Linked DNA regions of Mus musculus: all the other regions are linked to region 1. The links are chromatin contacts, called in public Hi-C and HiChIP or PLAC-seq maps. All regions are on one chromosome and are shown on one strand. The core of a region is the stretch at or near the end of the contact, and the rest is flanking DNA. Distances in the headings are between cores, read along the strand shown.

Region 1 (2,992 bases), core at 367-2,866:
TATAATGAGGATGCTGTGCTGCCAGCCCACAGTGAGAGAGAACTGGCAGAGTGGGGGAAATGTGAGAAGATGCCAGAGGTCACAGAAGTCATCAGCGTTTATGAGTGCCCTTTAAAGATGGCATAGTGGAGACACACTGTCACTGCAACCAAGGGAAATAGGCTCAGATCAGAGCAGCTAAGCATGCTGGGTAAGTCTGGTGTCACTGAAATGCAGTCAGATAAGACTCTTTCAGATGCCAGTCATAGGAAACTAATTCAAACAGTGCAGGGGAAAGTAGGGGCTCGGGACCCCCAAGACCAAGTTCTCGGCACAAAGGAGATTTGTCCCAGGGGAACAGAAGGCAGGAATATGAGACAGCGACAGGAGATAGAGGAAGAGGGAGAAGGAGAAGGGAACAAAAAGGGGCAAGGGAGGGGGGAGGAGCATTTGTACCGGAGGGGGACAAAGGACGGCCTGGAGGAACAAGGACTGCCACTGGATAGAAGGGAGACAGACTGTGATCCATAGGCAAATGACAGCTTATAAAGGTAAAGAGGGAAGCCCTGTGTTAGGATGAGGTGTTTAATTTTAATTGGGCATGCTAATTAGATGAATCAAAGGTGGCTTTTGATTGCTGGAACTTGGTAGTTTGCCTCAGAAAGAGGGATCGGTCATATAAGAAAATAGACCTTGGGGGGCTAGCTTTAGGAATGTAATCTAATGGTTTCTAGCAAGGCAGAGAGAACAAGGGAGAAGGGCAAGGCCTGCATGAGCCATGTTTACCTTTCTGGGATGGCTAGGGTCCTGTCAAACAGTCATTTGCATTAAGAGAATTTCTTCAGACCCGGAGTCTGGACTCTAGTGAGAGCGCACATGGAGTCTCAGATCTGCTGTGCTCCCAGCTGTCTTCTCCGTGCTGTTGTCTTCTGTAGATAGCAGCCCTCCCTACCTCCTGCGTATCAGGATTCCACCAGACCCCACTATAGAACCACAGAGCAAGAGACTTGGTAACGAACACTCCAGGAGTCACTTTTTTGCGACCCCAGCTTCATGTGTCCATCTCAGAGCCATCGTAAAAGCTGGAGGGAACAGCTATCCTAACTGGCTAGCCCTTGGGGGTGGAGTGAGGCCGGCAGACCCTTGCGAACTGTATCGGATGTGTTGGGGGAGGTGAACCTGGAAAACACAAGGTGCTGTTACCCGAAATAAATAAATGAATGCTGAACCAGCAGCAAAGGATAGCCGTGGGTTCAAGAGGCACCCTGGGTGTGAATGTATCCTGCATATAATGAGGTAAAGCTGGTGAGAGAGTTGCATAGATTTCAGCAAAGCAAATCTAAGCCACTGAGAAGTCAGGGCAGTGGGAAGCAACATGAACACCCCAGCTGAGACAAACATGCTGGAGACAGAACAGCGACAGACAGCAGGAGGGAATCATCCTGGGGCCATGACCAAGGCTGCCTTGTTAAGGGAGAGAAGTCTGGGACTCGGGATGGAAAGGTGGTCTGATATCATTGAGAACATATCCAAAAGGCCTGTGCTGATGGAGCTGGTGCCTCTGGCTTTCGGTTGAGTGGACAGCTTGTCCCTCTTCAAGGGCTAGGCCCAGCAGGCTGAGGAAACCATAGCAACCACAAGTTAAGAAAGACAGATGAAAAGCTTGTAAACACAGCTTCCAGCCATGTGGCATAGCTTTGGACTCCTAGGAGACAGCCACATAAAAAAAGCAGTCTAGCTCGTGGAGACCAGGCAGAGGGGACTATTTCTGGGCACCACCGTGGGTCAACTCCGAGCCTGCGAAGCAGCCAGGCAAACAGGCAGCACAAACACACGGGTCTCGGGTGGGTTATCCATCTAGATAGTCACACATGCTGAATGGCCAAGCTTGCTCCCTCCAGTAGCTGCTAAGCTACTGTGCTATTAAGCCACACATACACCCTCTGAGAGCCACCTCCTCGAAAACTTCTGCCCCACCCTTCAGCACTGTGAAGAAAGTTACCATGGGCACAGTGTGGCAGCAATGGAGAAACCTGCTGACCAGCTCTGTGTAGCTCCATCATAAATAACCAGCTGCCTCGTGCAATTTCCTGAGCTGCACAACTGGCAGTGACAACGTGCGTTTTCATCCATCATCCGCAGTGATGGCGGGGCCTCAGCGGGGTGCTGATAACTCCATTTTTCAAGGCCATAGCCAAACCCGTTTTTTTTTTTTCGCTGCTGGAGAGTTAACTGTTTCTCTGCGGGTCTTTATATGACAGTCCCCACTGAAAATAGCCATTGAATAGAATATAATATCTATTTTTCTCACTCTGATTTTCCAAAGGCAGAGTGTAATGCACGTGTGCATGCACACACACACACACACACACACACACACACACACACACACACACTCAGAGAGAGGGGGGGGAGGGAGAGGAAGAGGGAGGGAGGGAGGGAGGGAGGGAGGGGAAGAGAGAGAGAGAGAGAGAGAGAGAGAGCAGGAAATTCTTTTCACCTGATAAATACTTGAAATTTTAGGTGCACAGAACCCAAATAGTAACTATGGCAACACAAGCCACTCCAGTAAGACAAGGATTATTCCCAGCACAATAGCCTGGCTTGTGCTCCAAAAGCAAAGGTAATATTGGCTGAAAGCAATTTCAGAATTGGGAAAATCTACCAGCATTTGAAGCTTTGTGTTTAGGATTCCACTTCCACTGGGTGGCAAGATGAATTCACGACTGGAGCTCTAGCGTGCCTCCCAGAGAAAATGAGCCAGCCGCCTCACCCTCTTCTTAGTCATTCCCCAGCCTCAAAGCTGTCCAAACCTCAGGATTAGAGGGCTCGGCACTCAGATACAGCTTGGGAAAATCATAAGGCCAAGCACCCTGACAGCGCTCTTGGGGATCATGCCTCTGGGAGCCCCAGGACAAAGGAATGTGCTGGAGACCTTGCCCATGGTTGACCTAACCGTGCTTGTTTCTCAGCTTAGGAAACTGAGACCCACAGAGATTAGGAATGCTTGGTT
Region 2 (2,992 bases), core at 275-2,774, 240 kb before region 1:
TTCTCTTCTCAGGGCTCTCGATCCGTCCCCGGCTGAGGGGGATTTTGTGGGGGCTGCTGGGGCAGGCAGCAGCTCGGGGTGGCGTGTCTATGCTGGGACCCAAGCCCCGGGGTGGGCTGTGTGTGTCGCCCCCACTTCGGCGCCTGGGGATGGCTGCTCCGTCGGACCGTAGTCGCACTCTGCAAAGGAGCCAGGGGCAGGAAGTATGGGGCAGAAGTCAACCCTCGCCAGTCTCAGAATGTACCAGCCAACCCCCATGCTACAGCTACACAGGAATCTAGAGGAGCTAGCACAGTGAAGCCTCATTCAGCCAGAATGAACACTTTAGCAATAAAAGGCGGGCTCAGACCTGTGACACCTCCCCTAAAGGGGAGGAGTAACCTGACCCAGGGAGGAATGTGGAGAGTGGGAGCCAGGCTGGCCATGGCAATACTGCAGACCCTAAGGTCAGTAGATTCTAAGGTCAGATCGGGGCAGGAAGATTCCAAACTGGAAATGCTGTGGCCAGCTCTGGTCATATATAGTTTGAAGCCTTTCAGATTCTAGCTGGTTTGAAACACTGAGGCTTGACTGTACCAAAAGGCCACAGTAAGCACAGGAGGGGACCTCTAGGAACAAAACACCTGTTCACTGTTGTCACCCACCAATGGAAACCAAGTCGTTGAAGAGTGAATACATCATTTTAAACTATGCTTCTGGTCTATGGGTACCTTGTCCACCTCCAGTGCTCTACTGGTATAAAAGGGTATGAGCTGCTTATGAAGGGAGGGCACAAGCCTTTGACCCATGTCTGCCACAGCTTTCCTGTATTCTCCCAAGTCCATCCGGTGAATCAGCTACATCAATGAACTATCATCTCTCACCTGCCCACATCTGAGTGGGTTTAAAAATAACTTAAAGATGGCTCTGTCCTATGGAAGTCCCCTAAGATACAGAGGTCTTCATGAGGGGAGGGAAGAATGGGATGCTGGGAATGGACCAAGTTCCATGAGACTGGTGGCAATTCAAACCCTCTGACCCCAGCAAAGCTAAGCAAGCCTGGAGGTGGCCCAATAGGACCAAAGCATAGGTGTTGGGGAGGAAGAGGCTTTTGAGAAAGAAAAGAAGAAAGATGAGCGAGGCAAGAGGGGAGAGAGACAGGAGATGATATGGCCCTCCTAGGAGCAGGGGACCATGCCATTCTCATCGGTGGACCCCAGTCTTTGACTTCTCTGTGGACTCTATCATCCTGCAGTGTCCAAAGCCAAACTGAATAGACTTAGCTCTAAAAAGAGCCATCAGGACCTCAACTAAAATAAATTCTTGAGTATGCTCCCATTGTATGCTGACACAGGTGGCTTCCAATCTCTGGAAAGACTGGGTTGATTACATGACCCTTCTGCAGCAGGGGTGGGGGTGGGGCACACAGACTTGACATTCCAAGAGAACCCGGGGTTGGGGGTGAGGCAGAGTGACAGGCTGTTAGCTTTCTCTCTTGTTCCTGTTCCCAGGAGGACTTGCACAGCGCCTTGCTGGCAGAAGGGTCATGTGATGCAGCCCAGCCTCTGTGAAGAAACTGGCAAATCTGCTCCCACTAAACAGGTGGGCGGAGTCGGGTATCAACTTTCACTGGCACAAAAGGAGGTGTGAGCTCTCTGTTTAAGTGGTGTGTTTCAGGGATGGGGGACTGTGGGAGCTTTAGATCTTTAAAAATGTTGTATGACAAATCACCTCCAGCAGAAAGCTGGAAGGATCCGGGAGCTGCTGGAGAAAGGAAGAAAAGCACTCGCCAACTTCTCTCTCTCTCTCTCTCTCTCTCTCTCTCTCTCTCTCTCTCTCTCTCTGTGTGTGTGTGTGTGTGTGCGCGCGTGCGCGCGCGCGCGCGCGTCTGCCTCTCTTAGTACTCAAGACAGTCTTATTGCTCTGTCTCTCTCTCTGTGTCTCTGTCTCTCTGTGTCTCTCTCTCACTACTATCATATTAAATTTTCAAGACAGTCTGACTATGTGGTCAGGCTGGCCTATGATTATTATTTAAAATAAAAAAGTTCTATGAGCCCAGCATATGTCTTCCTCCACCTTCTTCAATGCCCCTCCCCTCCCCCTCAAAGCTGGGTGGCTCACACCCGAGAATCTTTGGGTCCTTCCAGCCAGCCCACCCAGCTGTTCCCAGGGTCGTGGCTTGTAGGATCAAGGTGCTGTAACAGCCTTCTCCTCCCCTTCCTGCCCTCTTGCTTCTCCCAATTCAGACACAAACAAGCAAATGGGTACTAGTGAAACAAACAAACAAAAATGAACCCATGTTTCCTACCGGCCCATCACCCCCCCAAAGCCGTAATCAGAGATGTGCTCTGTGGGGGACTGGAGGTCATTCTTGGAAGAGGCCTTGTCATCCAGCAGTGGCCCACTGCTGGCCTCGCTGTCAGCCTTTTGGCTCAGGCTATCGGAGAAGGCATCGTCCCTGGGGAGGAGAGAGACAAGAGTTGGAGGTGGTTCTCATGCTCTTGAGGAAGGACCGGGATGCCCAGAACTCCTTCACAGCTGTCTGCACACACCTATGGCTATTCCAGCAGCCCAGGGTGAACACCTTCCCTCCACACACACCCACCACAATGCTCGCATAGCCAGGCTTGCTAGCAGGTGGCTCCCTTGTAGTCTACCCCTATATCTCTGTTTCTTTATCTTTTACTAGCTTGTTCTTTTAGACCCTTTCAATGATGGAGACAGGTTGAAGAAATGGGGGTTGGAGTCTGCAAGCTGGGTGTGGGATACTGAGTGCTGAGTCTCCCAGCATAGGGTGCTGTATGCTGAGTTTCCTATGGCTCCATACAAGGTGGTTCAGAGCCAAGCAAGCAAGGAAGGGCCACTTCAGTCCCTTATCTCCCTATCTGCGGTACAGGATTCTTGTGAGGTGGCCCATGCTTTTAGGGGTGCCCTGCCAGTTTCCCTCTATAGCCTTCTCCTTCCAGTGACTTGCCCTTGCTGTCAGAGGTCTGTGGACTCCAGGGCTGCCAGT
Region 3 (2,992 bases), core at 279-2,778, 150 kb before region 1:
GGGGGAGTGAACCTATCTGCCTTCTAAGCAGCATGCCCACTCTGAAGTTCCACCAAGCATGGGAAACAGCTAGCTCTGCCTTCCCATCTCCTCCCTGTCCTTTGGCTACACAAATGTGTGGGGCCCCGCTCAGGCCAACTCAATGCTGGGCACAGTGGCTTGAATGAGAAATGTCCTCGGTAGGTTCCTCTATCTGGACCCTTGGTCCCTGGTTAGGTGCTATCTGGGGAGGTGAATCCTAGCTAGTGAAGAAGCCTCAGTCATTATGGACTCCCCTCTGGAACCCTAAGCCAACAAAATGAACCTTTTCTTCCCTGAGTCTCTTTTAATCATGGCTTAATCACAGCAACCAAAAGCAATGACTACACCAGGTGAGCTGTCCACAGCCAGGATTAGAGTTGGAGCTAGTCATGCTGCAGAAGGATACCAGACCCTCACCACCACCTAAGTGGGCCACCAATAAGAGTCACCAAGGGGAAACAAAAAGACACCTGGCCCTGGGAGGAGTCCTCTCCTATGCCTACCTCCTCTGGATGTTACCATGTAAAGGTCACCTATGCTTGTGGCCTAGCTATTCAAACCATGTCACTAAACACAAGAAAAGAGCTTTCTCGTTGTTATTCAGTGGCTCATCTGCGCAACGCCTTTATGATGGGCAATCTGTAGGGCCAGGCTCAAGAGAGCCTTTGAGCGTGTGTGTTCTCCACACAGTTGACAGTGTGCTGAGGGAAGACAGTCACTGGACATGTCCCGGTTGAGTGTAGAACTAGATGGTCAGAAAGTGCTAGAATGAAGGGGCATGCCGTGCCATAGGGGCTCAGAGCAGGAGTCTTGAGACCTGACTTCGAGGTTCACTGAAGTGTCTATGAGGAGAAAGGTAAGGTAGGCTTCTAAGAAGAATTAGAGGTGGCAAAGGAAAAGTACTAGACGAGTGGCCTTCCTGGGGGGCAAGGAGTTGGGCACATACATTTAAGGGACTCAGTAAAGATAAGCGAAGTAGAGGAAGCAAGATTCATAGGGGTGAACGTGGTGGATAGTGAGGCTGGAGGATCCGCAGGGCAGCTGGGTCCTGGGGGGCCTGCTACCTCATCCCATGCACCATCCGCATTATGGGGACTGCAGAAATCAATATGAAGAGTGCAGGTGACAGATGAGGGTGGAGTACCAGGAACCTGTGCGTCCGCTCTCCTTTTCCTGGGACCACACGTTCTTTCTTCAAAATGGCACCCAGGGCTGATCTCTAGCTCACTCTGCTACTGTTCCTTGCTGCAGTCTCCATTTTAGAAGACATTAAAACGAAGCGAGCCAGCCTCCCCTCATCTCAGGCACACTAACTCTCTTGCTTTTCTCATCTTGCCTCGAAGCCTCTCCCCGGCAGGCAGAAGCTGCTGAGCTAGGACATAAGGGCAGAACTACCGCAGATGTATATATTTTCTTCTTTATGGCTAGAAACTAGCAGTGAGCATTTCTGGTGAGTCACAGCTTGCTCGCTTTCTTTGGCTAAGAAAGGTGGGAATGAGGTTCCAAGAGACTGAAGCTGGAGAGGCCAAGCCTTGCCAAGCTGGTGAGTTAGGAAAATGAAATTAGCAGCAAGCTAGCTCTGCCAGCTTCCCGGCTGGGGGCTGGAAAATTCCGCTTAGCAAACAAAACCCAGATCCAAGCCTGCAGAACCCAGGAGGCATGTGGATCTAAACCCAGTGTCCTGGGATCTTGGGATCTGGAGAGCATAAACCCCCACACCTGACACCCTCTTCAGGCACCTGATCCCCATCTTCAGTCGAGTCCTGAAATGAAAACCCCTATCCCACTAGGAAACACCTGGGCAGCCTCACTCTCCTCCCATACGGACCTCTGTGCCTTGGTTTAACTAGCAAGAAAATGGACATGACATGTGGTATATACAGAACCAAGCAAAAGAAGGGCCAACCGAAGGCTCTCTGGCCAGCTATTTCACCCTTCAATTGTGGGTCCTGAGAACCCCACTGTGTCTGCCCTTCAAGCCCCTTTTCTGTCCTTTGGAGACTATGACACATGCCCTGACTTTCCATGTCCCACCAGAATTCTCAGATGCATGAGCTAAAGGCTGATGGATGAATTTGCAAAGTATAAGTTCCTATATCATCCTTAAAGTCCACCTACCTATTCTACCTACCTAAGTGGATGGAGACAGAACTAAACTCCTATATAAATATCACTTCTTAAAGCTACCCATCATCCTTAATACAGAAAAAGTGCTATTGGCACATAGATGAAATATATGCACATACACACACACACACACACACACACACACAAACTCACAACCTGGTAAATAGTTTGATGATTATGGTGTTTCCAGGGTATGTGTGTAGGAGCCATGAGAACCATAAGGAAAGCTAAGAAGAGAAGAAGGAGCTGTAGCCATCATAAAGAGCCTCAAGAAACCTGCCATGGAAGAGAAAAGAATGTGGTGGTGATGAAAGGTGGAAAGTGGAGGATACAGAAGGTGGAAGGCAGTGGATGATGAACAAGGGGAAGTGGATGTTAGAGAAGAAGAAGATAATGGGGGTGGAGGATGGAAGGTGGAAGCCAGAAACCAGACGTAGTGCAAAGTTGTGGAATGTGCTGGAAAACAGATGGCAGGAGATACAGGCGATGAGGGGATGGACGGGCCAAGAGAAGGTGGAAGATAGATGGTGTGCAGCAAAGTAGATGGTGGTTGAAAGGTAGGAACAGTGGAGACGATGAAGGGTGGAGGTGGAAGGGGTGTGACACAGTGAAGACAGAGGTGCAGGGAAGTAAGAGAGATGTCTGAGATGATGGGAGGTAGACAAGAACAATATGAAGTAAATGTGATAGCCATTGGAGCTGATAGAAGCTGGCGGTGGGAGGTAAAGGTGAGGGAAGATACTAACCTATAGGGGATGGGAAACGAACCCTGGCGTGAGTTGGTGCTGACATCAGGATTACAGCATCCCCAGACCCAGGCTCAGTGTCTGCCTTTCGTTTTAAG
Region 4 (2,992 bases), core at 259-2,758, 130 kb before region 1:
TGGTCCACCTTATTTATTGAGTCAGGATGCCTCACTGCACCCAGAGCACCCCATTTCAGCCAGTATGCTCAGCTAACTTCCTCCAGGGATGCCCCTTCTCCACTTCCTGTGCAGTGAAGTGGTAGGCAGCTTGCTGGCTTTTACATCCCTTCTAGCAAGCTGCCTGAGCCTCATGTTTGCACAGCAAGCACTTTACCTGGTGGCTCATCCCCTAGCCCTAAATTTTGTTAAAATTCAGTCCATTCCTCCAGCACACGCATGTCTCCCGAGCTCTCAGACTCATGTGTGCCTTGCGGCAAGCACAGTGTAGACTATTTCATCACTAGGAGAGCAATCATTTAAGATTCAATAGAATTTACTCATTACACCCATTTCCCTGAATAGAAACAGAAGCCCAGAAAGGGCAGGACATACTGGCTCCTATGGCTCCCATGTGTGCACATGTGCTCTGACAGGAGCAGATAGTGGGTTCTGAAAACTCCTGGAAAAACAGGTTAAAGAAGACCCTCACTGCCCAGCCCAAAGCCAAGTATCCTACCAACCCCAGAGAAAATGGTGTGGCCAGTCAATTCATCTAGCCAATGTCACTGAAAATTACTTTTCCTTACCAGGGGTACACTATAAATCATGGGTGTCCAGTCACTGTAGAGGACAAGTAACTCTACCTGTCCCGCAGAGTTGTTGCCAGTAATAGATTAAAAATAACATGCCAGACACTTAGGAGGGGACTGTGTCCTGACATAGTAAAAAGGGGAGATGCTCAGAGGCTCTGGGGACAGCCAGCCTGGCTGGCTTCTAAATCTGCCTGTCAATGGTAAGAGTTGATACGTGCATAAAGCATTTCACACAGGATCTGGCACATAGTAGGGATGCAGTGAAGGAAACATCATGTGTACAATGAGCACCAAAGGCTCTGGTCACAAAGCTATTCCCCAGGGTCCCCTTCCATGTCAGTTGTCCACAGCCCCACAGGAGGGTTCTATGATCCCACGACTACCCCTTTCTCCAGCCTCCCTTACACAGAGATGCAGCTTTCCTTTGGCAGCCCCCTGACCATTCCCTCCAGCTCTGTGGCCTCCCTGGCAACCAAGGGCCTCAGCTGCAAGGTCCCAGGCAGCTGCTGAGGCAGTTACCCTGGCAACCTGGGCCCAGGCCCAGATGCATCTGCTTTGTCTTTGAGCAGCAGGGAGCAGCCCAAGAGACCAGGAGAGTACCCTCTCTGTGAGATGGTCTCTTCAGAATCTCTGTCCCTGTCCGGGCTAGCTGGTTCCTAGCACTTTGTATCATCTCCTCTCCCTCCTTCCTCTGAACAAGGATCTCTATCTTCCTTCATTAGTCTTTACCAAGCCAGGTAGGTTAACAGCACTGCCACTCTGACCATAGAAGAAGAGATAGCTATTGCACCATTTCATTGGTGAAAAAAACTGAGGTCTGAAAAAGAGCAAGGAATTTACAGGCTCTGCCAGGTACTGCAAGGGTTTAGCCAGGCTCCTAAGTCTTTGAAGGAAATCAGCTCCAAGATGAAGCTGTTTCTCTCTCTGGAATAAATGGGCCACTGGGTGCTACTGTAGCCAAAGCTGAGTCTGACGTTAAACTTGGCTGTACTCAGTCAGAGCTTGGCCTGGACACTGTCAAGTCCTGTGACCTCGAGCAAGCCAGTTCATCTCTGGCCTGTGGTTTTCCCATTTGCAAACTGGAGGGAATTAAAAGCAGGCATTTGTGGAGTTCAGTGTTTTCCATGAATCTATGCTACAGCCTTGGGAGACAGCTTTCCGTTTCAAGGAGGAGAAAGAGGCACAGGCATGAGGTGGCTTGCCTAGCTTCACCTGATACTTGAATCTTTGGGCTGCCTGTCTTATATCGTGTGCCAGAGATGCTTCCCAAATATCTGTCAGACATGCTACCCATCAGTCTGGTCTTACCTCCACCATTCCTTTAGAGAAGTAGATGATGTAGGCCTACAAACTACAGAGGCTTTGTTGAAACAAATCCCATCTACTTGCAGCTTTCTGAGGAGTGGGGTACACATAAGCTGGGAAGGCACTGAGTAATATAGTCCACACTACTGTTCCACTTCTCACCTCCACCCCAAAAGGAGGCATGCTCTGTGGGCTAGCATTATAAAATAATAACGGTTATTTTGTACTGATGATGAAGATCGGCCCCATGTAAAAGAAAGTGATATGGCCCTCATAGTCCCCCACACTCAAGAATTAGCATTTCATATAAATCTGTGGAGATAAGGAATAAGATATCCCCATTCCCTACATCCATTCAAGCAGGGAGATCCAGTTCTGCAGTTCCTGCAAGCAAGGAACAGTCAGCAAAAGAGACGCCATCAAAATCTGACGAGGTGGGAGAGAACGTTTCCCCTAACACCTGTGCTGTGTCCAAATAATAGCCAGTCCCTGTCAGATTTTCCTGACTTCCAGATATCCAATGAAATGTAAAGGACAGGCAGGGAGAAGCCAGGCCGCCTCCTGCCCAAGTCCCTGAGTTAAAGTGGCTGTGATCAATCTCAACAGGAGATTAATATTCAGAACTCTGATGCCCAGTGGTCCCTAAAGGATCAGATGCATTGAAATGAGAAAAAAATGAGATGTCGTTAACACTGAGAGCATCCAGCTGTGGCCTCGGATTCAGGATGCCTCACTTTGTGTGGGAAGCAGAGAGGGGACGGCCAGCCTGGAGGCTTCTGATCGGTCACAGACCTCACAGCTGTCATCAGGTGATTTCTCTAAGAAAGACTTGCCCTATACTCACTTAATTCATGGGTTGGTTGGTTGGTTGGTTTCATTTGTAGGAGGGGGGTTTCAAGATAGAGTGTCTCACTGTGTAGCTCTGTTTGTCCTAGAACTCACTGTGCAAATCAGGCAGGCCTTGAACTCACAGAGCTCCGCTTGCCTGTCTCCTGGGGTGAAAGGCGTGCATCACTACACCTGGTTTAATTCACGTTTTTAAATTGTCTCTCTTTTTTTGTTTGTTTGTTTGT

Evidence for each region. A called contact is a pair of places that touch in the nucleus more often than the background predicts. HiChIP or PLAC-seq counts read pairs in DNA pulled down with a chosen protein or histone mark.
Region 2: an H3K4me3 HiChIP or PLAC-seq map of embryonic basal ganglia shows a contact between it and region 1, with 5 times the contacts expected there. The contact joins two enhancer-like sites. A contact is called at or near these places in 2 of 15 datasets of contacts at CTCF or cohesin (both in the NIH/3T3 cell line), 3 of 484 Hi-C or Micro-C datasets (bone marrow-derived macrophages, embryonic stem cells and nephron progenitors), 8 of 115 datasets of contacts at active chromatin or transcription factors (craniofacial prominence, double positive thymocytes, embryonic basal ganglia and 4 more) and 1 of 9 other capture datasets (embryonic stem cells).
Region 3: a Hi-C map of cerebral cortex shows a contact between it and region 1, with 2.2 times the contacts expected there. The contact joins two enhancer-like sites. A contact is called at or near these places in 1 of 484 Hi-C or Micro-C datasets (cerebral cortex), 1 of 115 datasets of contacts at active chromatin or transcription factors (embryonic basal ganglia) and 5 of 9 other capture datasets (adipose tissue, embryonic stem cells, embryonic trunk and 2 more).
Region 4: a contact with region 1 is called in an H3K4me3 HiChIP or PLAC-seq map of embryonic basal ganglia, with 2.3 times the contacts expected there. The contact joins two enhancer-like sites. A contact is called at or near these places in 1 of 484 Hi-C or Micro-C datasets (bone marrow-derived macrophages), 2 of 115 datasets of contacts at active chromatin or transcription factors (embryonic basal ganglia and memory CD8 T cells) and 1 of 9 other capture datasets (embryonic stem cells).

What each region holds. Positions count from the first base shown.
Region 1 is chr6:112,971,390-112,974,381 of GRCm38.p6, forward strand. No RefSeq gene overlaps it. Among named protein-coding and RNA genes, the nearest start is that of Srgap3, 26 kb to the left of the region's middle. Within about 2 kb of position 1,617, at least 114 of the 459 cell types and tissues checked have an H3K27ac peak or open chromatin away from gene starts, as enhancers often do. A contact at or near this core is called in cerebral cortex, embryonic basal ganglia and embryonic forebrain, where this site is marked.
Region 2 is chr6:112,727,362-112,730,353 of GRCm38.p6, forward strand. Srgap3 (SLIT-ROBO Rho GTPase activating protein 3) reads right to left here. Exons shown (of 22, transcript NM_080448.4): 20 at 2,288-2,437; 21 at 1-179. Among named protein-coding and RNA genes, the nearest start is that of Gm26799, 29 kb to the left of the region's middle. Within about 2 kb of position 1,525, at least 127 of the 459 cell types and tissues checked have an H3K27ac peak or open chromatin away from gene starts, as enhancers often do. A contact at or near this core is called in embryonic basal ganglia and embryonic forebrain, where this site is marked.
Region 3 is chr6:112,821,758-112,824,749 of GRCm38.p6, forward strand. All of the region lies in intron 2 of Srgap3 (SLIT-ROBO Rho GTPase activating protein 3), which reads right to left. Among named protein-coding and RNA genes, the nearest start is that of Gm26799, 120 kb to the left of the region's middle. Within about 2 kb of position 1,529, at least 29 of the 459 cell types and tissues checked have an H3K27ac peak or open chromatin away from gene starts, as enhancers often do. A contact at or near this core is called in cerebral cortex, where this site is marked.
Region 4 is chr6:112,837,968-112,840,959 of GRCm38.p6, forward strand. The region is part of intron 1 of Srgap3 (SLIT-ROBO Rho GTPase activating protein 3); the gene reads right to left. Among named protein-coding and RNA genes, the nearest start is that of Srgap3, 110 kb to the right of the region's middle. Within about 2 kb of position 1,509, at least 47 of the 459 cell types and tissues checked have an H3K27ac peak or open chromatin away from gene starts, as enhancers often do. A contact at or near this core is called in embryonic basal ganglia, where this site is marked.